Regions from separate parts of the Hordeum vulgare genome. Here region 1 is linked to region 2. Evidence: chromatin contacts called from public Hi-C data. All regions are on one chromosome and are shown on one strand. Each heading gives the region's core, a stretch centred on a gene start, on an enhancer-like site or on the middle of the called end of the contact. The rest is flanking DNA. Distances are from core to core; before and after follow the strand shown. Region 1 holds the start of LOC123449495 (early nodulin-75-like). Region 2 holds the start of LOC123449489 (photosynthetic NDH subunit of subcomplex B 2, chloroplastic).

Region 1 (4,882 bases), core at 297-2,796, 750 kb after region 2:
GCTTACACCCGAGTAAGGGGGTTGTTTACGTATGGGAGTAAATGGGACTTGATGTTTAATGCTATGGTTGGGTTTACCTTAATGGTTTATAGTAGTTGCAGATGCTTGCTAGAGATCCAATCATAAGTTTACAAAAAGTATGTTAGCTCATGCCTCTTCCTCATATAAAATTGCAAGAATGATTACCGATCTTGTTATCAATTGCCTAGGATGATTTCGCACACCATACCATAATTATTGCACCCTCCCCATTTATTCTAACTCTATTTAGTGTAGCAACTATTTTCATATTTTAGTTCTCCAATATCATGCATAGCTATCCTCTCCATACCCACAACACAATTTATTTTTCGTTACTAGATAGAAGCAAACATTCGATGTATGTAGAGTTGCATCGGTGACAGATAGGACTTGAGAAAATATTGATCTTACCATTAGCTCCTTGTAGATTCGACACTCCATACTTACCACTTTTCATATTTGAAAAGTGCTACGATGATTCCTTGCACCTGGGGATTATCAGTCGCCGTGCTTTTGTCACCGTCAAGTGGTTGCAGCTTCCTTGTCTGACGTTTACAGCTTCCTTGATGGACAGTTCCAACATTACCGGTGGTGACCGCTGCAACTCCGGGAAGCAGCGTCGTCGGTGCTACGTCGGACTGGTTCCAACATCGATCTTGCTTCGTCGGTCCACAGTTGCATCATACCAGAAATTAAGAGGCCGCCCCTTGCAGCTCGATGGACAACGACTGCAACATCCCACCCACAGGGGTCGCCTTGCAGCTCCACCTCACCGTCATTGCAGCTCCGTTGGACTGCGAATCCAGCTCTTGTGCCGATGGTTGCATCTCTTGCCTGGTTGCAGCACGCCATGCCGACGGTCGTGTCGTCCATCGTCACCGATGCAGCAAAATTGGTCACCGATAGTAGCAAAACCAACAACGGTTGTAGCAAAAAATCATCGTCATCGTCTAGTCGTGATCGTTTGTAGGAAAAACCGATGCAAGTTGTAGCACTGAGGCTCATTGGTTGTAGCAAAAAATCGTGATGGTTGTAACCTATGCGTCCGTCAGTTCCAACAAGTTTGCGAGCCCCGAGTGCCGCCCAATTCCGATTCCAACTCCGGTTCCAACCATGCCCAAACACAACAAGGCTCGTCGGTTGTAGCTCGTGACATGGTGGTTGCAGCTCGAGGCATGGCCGTTTGCAGCTTCGGTGTGGCCGACCATGACGGCGCCCGTGCTCATCGCAGTTGCCGCCGACCGCCCTCGCTCGTGACCCCCGATCGCCTGCGCTCGCCGACCATCCGCATGAAGGAACTGGGCTGCGTCAAAAAGGCTGTTGTGGGGTCCCACGCGCCAGCACCTTGCGTGAAGAAAGTAGGTCATGCCAGGAAGTGACCGTCCGAAAGATTCGGCAGGCCTGCCGGTGCGAAAGGTTTTCCTAAAATGATTCTTCTAGCCTAAAAAGGAAGGTAAAAAGGATTCTGAAAAATGGGTAAAAAAGGAAAATAAAAAGAGAGACCTAATCCTCCCCCCTCCGATCCCTCCGCCACCGCCAAGCGAATCCCATCCCCCAAATTCCAAATTCCGCCGCGATCCCTAGCGAGCGATGAAGAAACCTAACCCTCCCCCCTCCAAGCCCTCCTCCGCCGCCAAGCCCTCCGCCGGCATGGCGCCGCGCAAGTCACGCTGGGGCCCGCCGCCCGCCGGCTCCGCCTCCGGCCCCGCCGGAGACAAGGCCGCGTCCACCTCCCGCCGCACCCCGAGCCCCAACCGTGCCTCCAACGCCAGGCGGCACCCCGCTCCTCCCGCCTCCGCGCCGCAACCCCGCAACCCCGCGTCCCCGGTGGCCGCCGCCCGCCCGCCGCCGCACCAGCAGCCGCGGGTGGAGACGCCTCCCCCGCCGCCCTACGGCTTCAACAACCTCGACCGCCGCACCGTGCACCTGGCCGACGGCACCGTGCGCACCTACTTCGCCCTGCCCCCCGACTACCCGTTCGAGCCCGCCCCCTTTCCCCAGCTCCCGCACTTCCCGCGTGCCGGACCCGAGGCCTGGCCGCCGCACCAGCCACCGCCGCAGCAGCAGTTCCCGCCGCACGACAAGCGCAGGCACCCCGCCGACCCCGAGGAGGGCTTCTCCAGGCACCCGAAGCAGCCCCGGTTCGAGCCGCCGCCGCATCAACCGTCGCAGATGCAGCAGCCCCCGGTCGACCCGCAAGCGCTTAGGAAGGCGTTCCTCAAGTACTCCAAGATGCTCAATGAGAATCCCGCCCAGAAGCGGAGCTACCTTGAAGGCGGACTCGTCCAATGTCTCCCCTGCGGCAGGTTTGGTGATCCCGCCTTGCTTGTCACTTCCTTACTAGGAAGCATTCTTGTACATATTGTACTCAGTTTTTTGTGCTGGCTTCTTTCCATTGTGGAGCTTGCTCTTACGTTTTGACTTCATATGACTTTGCTATGTCTTCCTCACCGTCGTAAACCAATACTGATAATATCATGTGCATGTCTAGCTGGAGAGACACACATTGCACCCTAGGTTTTATGCCCCTCAATCAACATAGATTCTACATGTGGTCTGTGCGATAAGTCTGTTCATTCCTCTAGATCTCGTGTTACTTGGCACAAGTAGGAGTAGTTTCAGGTGAATTGTAGCTATGCTATTGCTTCATTTCATCTGATACAGGCATGGAATTGAACTGCACTCGATGGAGTACCTTGATAGATTTTCTGCTCTCTGCTACTAGGTGCTGTGCCTTTATGGTTCCTGAAATTAGTTTCCGTTATTGATTTTTTATTTCTTCAGGTGAGAGCAGCTGTATCATCATATTCTATCAGGCCCTTTATTTGTTTCTGTGAGCTTGCCTCTGTGGCTAACACATATCATATGTGCTTCATGCTGTCTCTTTTCCGCCCACTGAAGCTCCGAGCAAAGTGATATTTTACTTTCGTGATCAGAGAGAACCGTGAGGCTTTCTTTTCTAATTTGGCATATAATATTAGACCTAATACTGTTGTTATTTGAAATTTATTATTAGACTATCAGTGCGAAACTTCAAGTTATAACTCTCCTTTCAGTTGTTCTGAGCTACTTGTTGTGTGATGTTTCTGATTCAGCATGCTAGTAGACTGTTCTGGAACAACAAATGCACTGCACATTCTGTTTAACTTCTTGCAGCTGAGTAGTTATACATATTGGCCGATACTGCTCAGACAGATATGATACTAACGTATTTGTTTGATAGCTACGAATAGTATTTGTTTGAGTAAATTTACATCGTTTGTAACCGATCGTACACATGGCAATCATGTACAAGCCGGAATGTACCATTCCACTACCCAAAACAGCTCAGCGTATGATGCATTTTACTAGCCTCAGTTTCGTCTGACTGCAGCCATGCCGGTCAACTATGGTTTGAGCTATTCACATGTAGGAGCGGACCTCATCGCACCAGTCTGCATCATGCCTTGACGTTGCTTGCCTCACATCTGTGCATGAATTGTGTCAAACTTGTACTGGTTCACTGCCGCATGCACAGCTTCATGTTACTCCGTCATGCCTCTCGAAAATCTTCCACTGTCCTAGAGCTGGATTGTGCCATGTCAGGAGCATAGTTTTTAAAAACTAAACTAGACTGACAGTCCAGCTAGAAAACCATGGAACCGGTGACCTGTCTCGACTGGTTCAGTTAGACTACCATTTAAGCATATGAACCGGAGAAGACTGTTTGTTTCAGCGCTAAACTTGGAAAAAATCAGGAGCATTCAAACCACCCAAGTGTGCCAGGGGACTCCGCTTTTGATATTCCGCTGAAAACCACCCAAGTGTGCCACCAGACTCCTCTTTGATATTCCGCCAACAATTAGTGCGTGGGTGGGGTTTGAAACCACGACCTCACCTAGCGATGTCTTAATTTCATCGCCACTAACCAACTATACCTGATTACTTTGGTGCGTAACACCCAAAATGGGACTTATTTCTACTTTCTTGAACAATGGTCAAATCAACGAACTAGTTGTTCGACCATGAACCGATGAACTTGAGAGCCTGACCAGTCCCTGGCTTGGCTGTGAAAACTATGACCAGTAGCTTGATACAACTTAGCAGGTGAGTTTCATTGTTCCAAATATCGGTCAATTAGTCGGCATATCGGTCAGTTAATCACTACTCGGTGGGTCACCGAATAGGCGATTAGGTGATCTATCGGCCGATTAACTGAAATATTTGGCTATTTATCCCTACTCAGCACCCTACTGATATGGCACCATTCTAAAAAGCACGGATACGGCGACACGGACACGGCGACACGCATACGGGGACACGGGATACGGCATTTTCCAAAAACAGCCCATCGGGGACATGACAAGTATATATAAAAATAAAAATAAATATGCCATGTAATATAGAGTTAGAAACAGAAAAACGAGAAATAAATAAATATAAATATGCCATGGCTGCCTGAAAGTTAGAATTTCTTGCAAGATTGAATGGATACCCTGCAACATGGAACAACAAATAAAGTCAGCAAAAGTACCATGCTTGAGCGGTCAATCAGCATAGGGAAGCATGGCGGAGCAGCAAGCAGTCAGATCCATGGCAAGTCCATTCAAATAGATGAAAGAAAGAGATCGAGGACTCGAGGTTACCTGCTCCGGCTTGGTTTCCGTTGAGACGAGAAGCGGCTGCACTTGGGGAACAGCGACGGCTGAGTACAGGCGGCGGCGGCGGCGAGTCCAAGAGCTGGAGGCGGCGACGAGTCAAGGAGCTGGCGGCGGCGGGGAGTCCAGGAGCTGGGAAACCCTATTTGTGGCGTGGACTACTCGAGGAGGTTTCCCAGCTCATGCTTTTGTGGTGCGCGTGGATGCGACCCCCAAAAGAAAGG
Region 2 (4,637 bases), core at 1,281-3,780:
TATTTCGACACACCAGTTAAAATTATCCTTCTAACACTCTTCCTTTGAAAGGTTAACCTGGTCATCAACTACGACATGCCAATCAAGTATAACACGAGAGATGAACCTGATTATGAGGTGTACCTGCACAGAATCGGCAGAGCTGGGCGATTTGGCCGAAAAGGTAAATTTATGTCTATCAGTCTATGTACATACACCATTGTAAGCATATTGGTCAACACCGTGACAGACATTAACGGTGTCGGTAGGAATTTAAATGGCTTGGGGATAATGGCAGATTGAACCTGTTATCATTGATAAGCAAGCATGCTACAGTTAGTCAAGCCCAAGAACGCTACAGTTAGTCAAGACTAATGCTTGTTTGTCCTAGCCTAAGGTTGAACTTGTTGGCAGAACCAGTCTTCTGCGAGTAGGATTTTTGGCTTCCTTTATCAGGACAAGATAGAACCTGTGACCATTGTTTGATGATTATGGAGTCATGTCTGTTTGTTCATTTTCATTGTTTCTTGAGAGGTTGTGATTTCTTATTTCTGGAGACTGTAAATTGATATATGTTTTTCATGATTTGTCAGTTTGACACATTATTTTTTGGTGGTGACAGGAGCCGTGTTCAACCTGCTATGTGGTCAAACTGATGAAGTTGTGATGACAAAGATCGAGGACTACTTCCAGCACAAAGTGCCCGAGGTCCCCAACTGGAAAAGCGAGGACAATTTTGAGACTGCTCTCAAGGATGCGGGTTTACTCGAGTAAACATTCTCAGAAATAGGTGGCGCTTACGGTGATTATGTTGCCACCAGCACCACTTGGTTCTTTTGTAGTACCAACAGATGATTGTGTCTGGAGTTATGTGGATTATGTTGAGCCGATACAGTGAATTCTATCAGGGAGAGTGTACATTCTTATGCTTGTTATTTTCAAAAGCATAACTTCCTTTTGAGGTTTTCGAGTCTTCTTCACACGCCCGTGCCCATGTAATCTTCTTGAGAATTCATCTGTATGTTACACTTGTACCGGGAATGTGCAAGTAATCTACTGCATGTGTACATATAGATCGCAATGGGTGGTTACAAGATTCATCCCCCATGTGTGAGAATGTACATGATTTCTCGTGCAACTCTGTTGGCACCCCCAGAAAAAGAGTTACAAGTTGTCGTGCTCGATGACCTGCGCCCCCCTCCACTCCTCGCCGGGGCCGACGACGACGGGCACGAGGATGGACGCCGGCCCGGTGCAGAGGAAGTAGTCGTTGCCGAACTTGTCGTACATTCCTCCTGGGCTGCCCAGGTACATGTCCTCGAACCCCATCCTCACCAGCCTGAACCCCAGCCCGCTAGACTGCACAAACCATATCATCAGTGGGCAAATTGATCGATGAATGACGACGATCATTCATCCAAGAGACGAGCTAACCTGGTCGATGGTGGTGAACTTGGAGGGCGCGGTGTTGTAGATGCGCTTCTTCCTCTCCTCCGGCGGCGCCGCGTACACCCTGCTCACCTTCTTCTTGAGGATGGTGTAGAGGTTCTCCTCCACGGTCCAGGCGCCCTGCCGGGGCTCCTCGCCGCCGCCGCCGCCGAACCAGCCGGACTCCTCCCGCTTCATGGCCTCGGCGGGGGTGAGCAGCGCGAACCCGGACGCCGGCGGCGGGTGGGAGCAGTAGGGGCAGCCGCGGAGCCCCTCCACGGCCGTGCCGCGCCTCTTGTCGAACTTGATGTGGCTCAGCACGGCGGCCGTCAGCTCCACGGGCCTGGCGCCGTTGTTCTTGACGATCACCGCCGTCGCCATGCTCAGCGGGTACAGCGTCACCACGTACGACACCTCCAGCTTGCTGGCCACGCACCCGAGCTCCACCTGCACCGCGTCGTACGAGTCCGAGTCCACGTCCGCCACGGACCACTCCGACGCGCCGAGCAGCGACGACGACGACGACGACGAGGAGGCCGCCTCGTTGAGCACCAGCCCGACGCCGCCCCTGACGGCGCCGGCGCCGGCGCCGACCACGGTGTGGAGCAGCTCCCGGCAGCCGTCACCGCCCTCCCAGGACACCTTGGGCCGGTAGGAGGTGACCAGCCCGTCGTTGAGCCGCAGCTGCAGCGAGCTGCCGTTGCGCACACTCAGCTCCGCCGTGGGCGCGCCCGTGGCGTCGGTCCCGAACCGGAGGCCCTTCCGGCCGAACGCCTCCTCCAGCTGCGACGCCTGCGCGGGCACCGTCGACGCGACGCCGGAGGCTGCCCTCGCGGCCACGGTGGCCGGCCTGGGGGAGGCCGGGAGGTGGAGGGGGAGGAAGGAGGCGGCGGCCATCGGAGCGCTGGAGGTGAGTGATAGCTAGCGGAGGCTCAAGGCCGATCGTGTGTCACTGCAGCCTCATATCCAGCGGCTTCAGGATAGGTGGTGGTTTCTCCTTTGCCCTTGTCCGTGTCCTCTCCTTGCTCTGCTGCGAATGAGAGCCTGCCAAGGTACATAGCAGTATCTACGACAGGAACGAGCGTGCGATGATCTTTTTGGTCTTGCAATTCAGAAGCATGTATGGTTCAGGTTTTGGTGTTTTCTATTCTGAATTTGTTCACATGGTGAGGAGTTTACTTGCGTGAAAGGATCTCGATATATTTACAGTGATATGTCTGCTGAATAAGTTGTTGTGCACTAGCAGAGAATGGCGTTTTGGATCTCCCTAGGCCGAATTTTCGGGGAGAAAAACGAAATTCGAAAAATTCGGTTTTAAGAAAGCTCTGAAAAGATCTGCATAAGTAACACCAGCGTGTCTGTGTAAAATTTTAAAATAAAATACGTTGAAATACGATCTATACAGAAAAAAGATAAATTCTTGGTTTGGGAGGATGAACAGTACCTTATGTCAAGAAAACCCGAAATTTTTTTCTTTGCGCAGACCTCATTTTCAACGTATTTCATCCTGAAAATTTACACACTGCATTATGCTTTCATCTATCTCTGTATTTTCTTCAAAAAAAATAAACATAAAAATATGAATTTTCGTGAATTTTGCATTTGGAGGCCTCCACGAAGCTCGGCCTTCAAAACCAATTCCCGTTGGTGCACTATAAATACTTCAACTTACGCAATGTTGGGGTGGTGCGAAGTTGTATCTTAACCTTTACTAGGAGAGTAATCCACAATAGGGCACACAAGTCAGGATGGCCGAGTGGTCTAAGGCGCCAGACTCAAGTTCTGGTCCTCTAACGAGGGCGTGGGTTCAAACCCCACTTCTGACAATGATTTTTCTATTAGCCTCAGTGGTTTGACAACATTTGCACCACTTCGTAACCATATTTTCTCTCTCTTCTTGCACCTCGAAATTTACCATGGGTGGAGCGACTCGTGGAGGAGCACTGGGACCTTCCGCTTCTTGCACTTCGAAATTTAACATGGGTGGGCGACGGCGAGCGACTCGTGGAGGAGCACCGGCAGCTTCCGGTGGACGGGGTTTGTGCTCTGCTCTTGCTGTTGAGGTCCTCGTGGTCGTGGATGAACTCGTAGGGGGCGCCGCGGCGCGCCAACCTCTTCTTCACGCATCTCAGACTACTGCACCGTCCTGATTTCTCCGCTCCAATTGGACTCCCTGAATATACTACTGCTTCCTAATACTTTGGCCCCGTGTACATGTTTCCGAGAAACTTCCACGCGATATCTTCTCTCCTCCCGCCGCTGAAAGCTATACGTACCTACCGGGAGTCTTAATCGTTCAGCTACATTAAACAACCAAGCAATTGTTACCTAGCTGCTGGCTTAGTGGTGATGTGTATATTTTTTTGTTATTTCTTGTCTTGGATGCAATGGCTAGAGCCTCTCCAACCAAAGAAAGCTTTATATTTTCGAAGAGGTCAAAACAAGAGCGGGGGTGGGTATATACCCTCCGCTTGTATCACAACCATACGAGACTGACAAGGTGCATGTTAGTCGTCCCAAGAGACTTGTGGTGGTGGCAGGATGCTCCTGAGTCTGGTAGAGCTTCTGGCTACAGATTGTAGCCCTGTCTTGCCAACTCCCCCGGAAGATAAACGTAAGGCCGCCTTGGAATTCTAACGGATAGGGGTTCTATAGAAAAAATATAGTATTAAATTGGAGCCTTGCAATTTGTAGGAATGGGTTCTTATTTCTATGTAGAGTAGGAACCAACCCTTCACAACAATTCAAAGGAAGGAAGAAAGCACTAGCCTATACTAAACCAAATGACAGCGATATATGTAAAACATTTTTTGTTTATACAATAGTGATATTCTTTGTTTCACCCATTATCCTTGGATTCTTATCTTTTTTTTTTATTATTATTTTTTTAGAAAAGGAGGATGACCCCCGGCCTCTGCATCTGGGAGATGCATGCGGCCATTTTATTGATTATTCTCGAGGACCTTACAAAGCAGTACAACAATATGCCTGAATCCGTCATCTTGTCAACATCTGCCGCTACTCCTATCCATATGATGAAGGGGTGCAAGCTAGACCAAATACCCAGACCTCTCACCTAAGCCTAACATCTAAAGCCGGGACCCTGACCGAGCCACATACCGGGTTCGGGGCACAAACCGGTCCGACGCACTCACATGTGTCGTCGCCGCCATCTTCCACTGGTCCATCTTCAGATCAGATTAAGGTACCAGCCTTGGCAGGTGCCTCCG

Evidence for each region. A called contact is a pair of places that touch in the nucleus more often than the background predicts.
Region 1: a Hi-C map of leaf shows a contact between it and region 2, with 2.2 times the contacts expected there. The contact joins the promoter of LOC123449495 here to the promoter of LOC123449489 in region 2. A contact is called at or near these places in 2 of 6 Hi-C or Micro-C datasets (leaf and seedling).

Annotation. Positions count from the first base shown.
Region 1 is chr4H:556,889,936-556,894,817 of MorexV3_pseudomolecules_assembly, forward strand. It overlaps LOC123449495 (early nodulin-75-like), which reads left to right and starts at 1,547. Exons shown (of 3, transcript XM_045126736.1): 1 at 1,547-2,327. The coding sequence starts at 1,612.
Region 2 is chr4H:556,139,533-556,144,169 of MorexV3_pseudomolecules_assembly, forward strand. LOC123449489 (photosynthetic NDH subunit of subcomplex B 2, chloroplastic) reads right to left here and starts at 2,531. Exons shown (of 2, transcript XM_045126730.1): 1 at 1,414-2,531; 2 at 943-1,338. The coding sequence starts at 2,304. The coding sequence ends at 1,144. TRNAL-CAA (a tRNA gene) reads left to right here and starts at 3,150; the gene lies at 3,150-3,233. LOC123449488 (DEAD-box ATP-dependent RNA helicase 38) reads left to right here. Exons shown (of 7, transcript XM_045126729.1): 6 at 52-163; 7 at 602-1,046. The coding sequence ends at 753.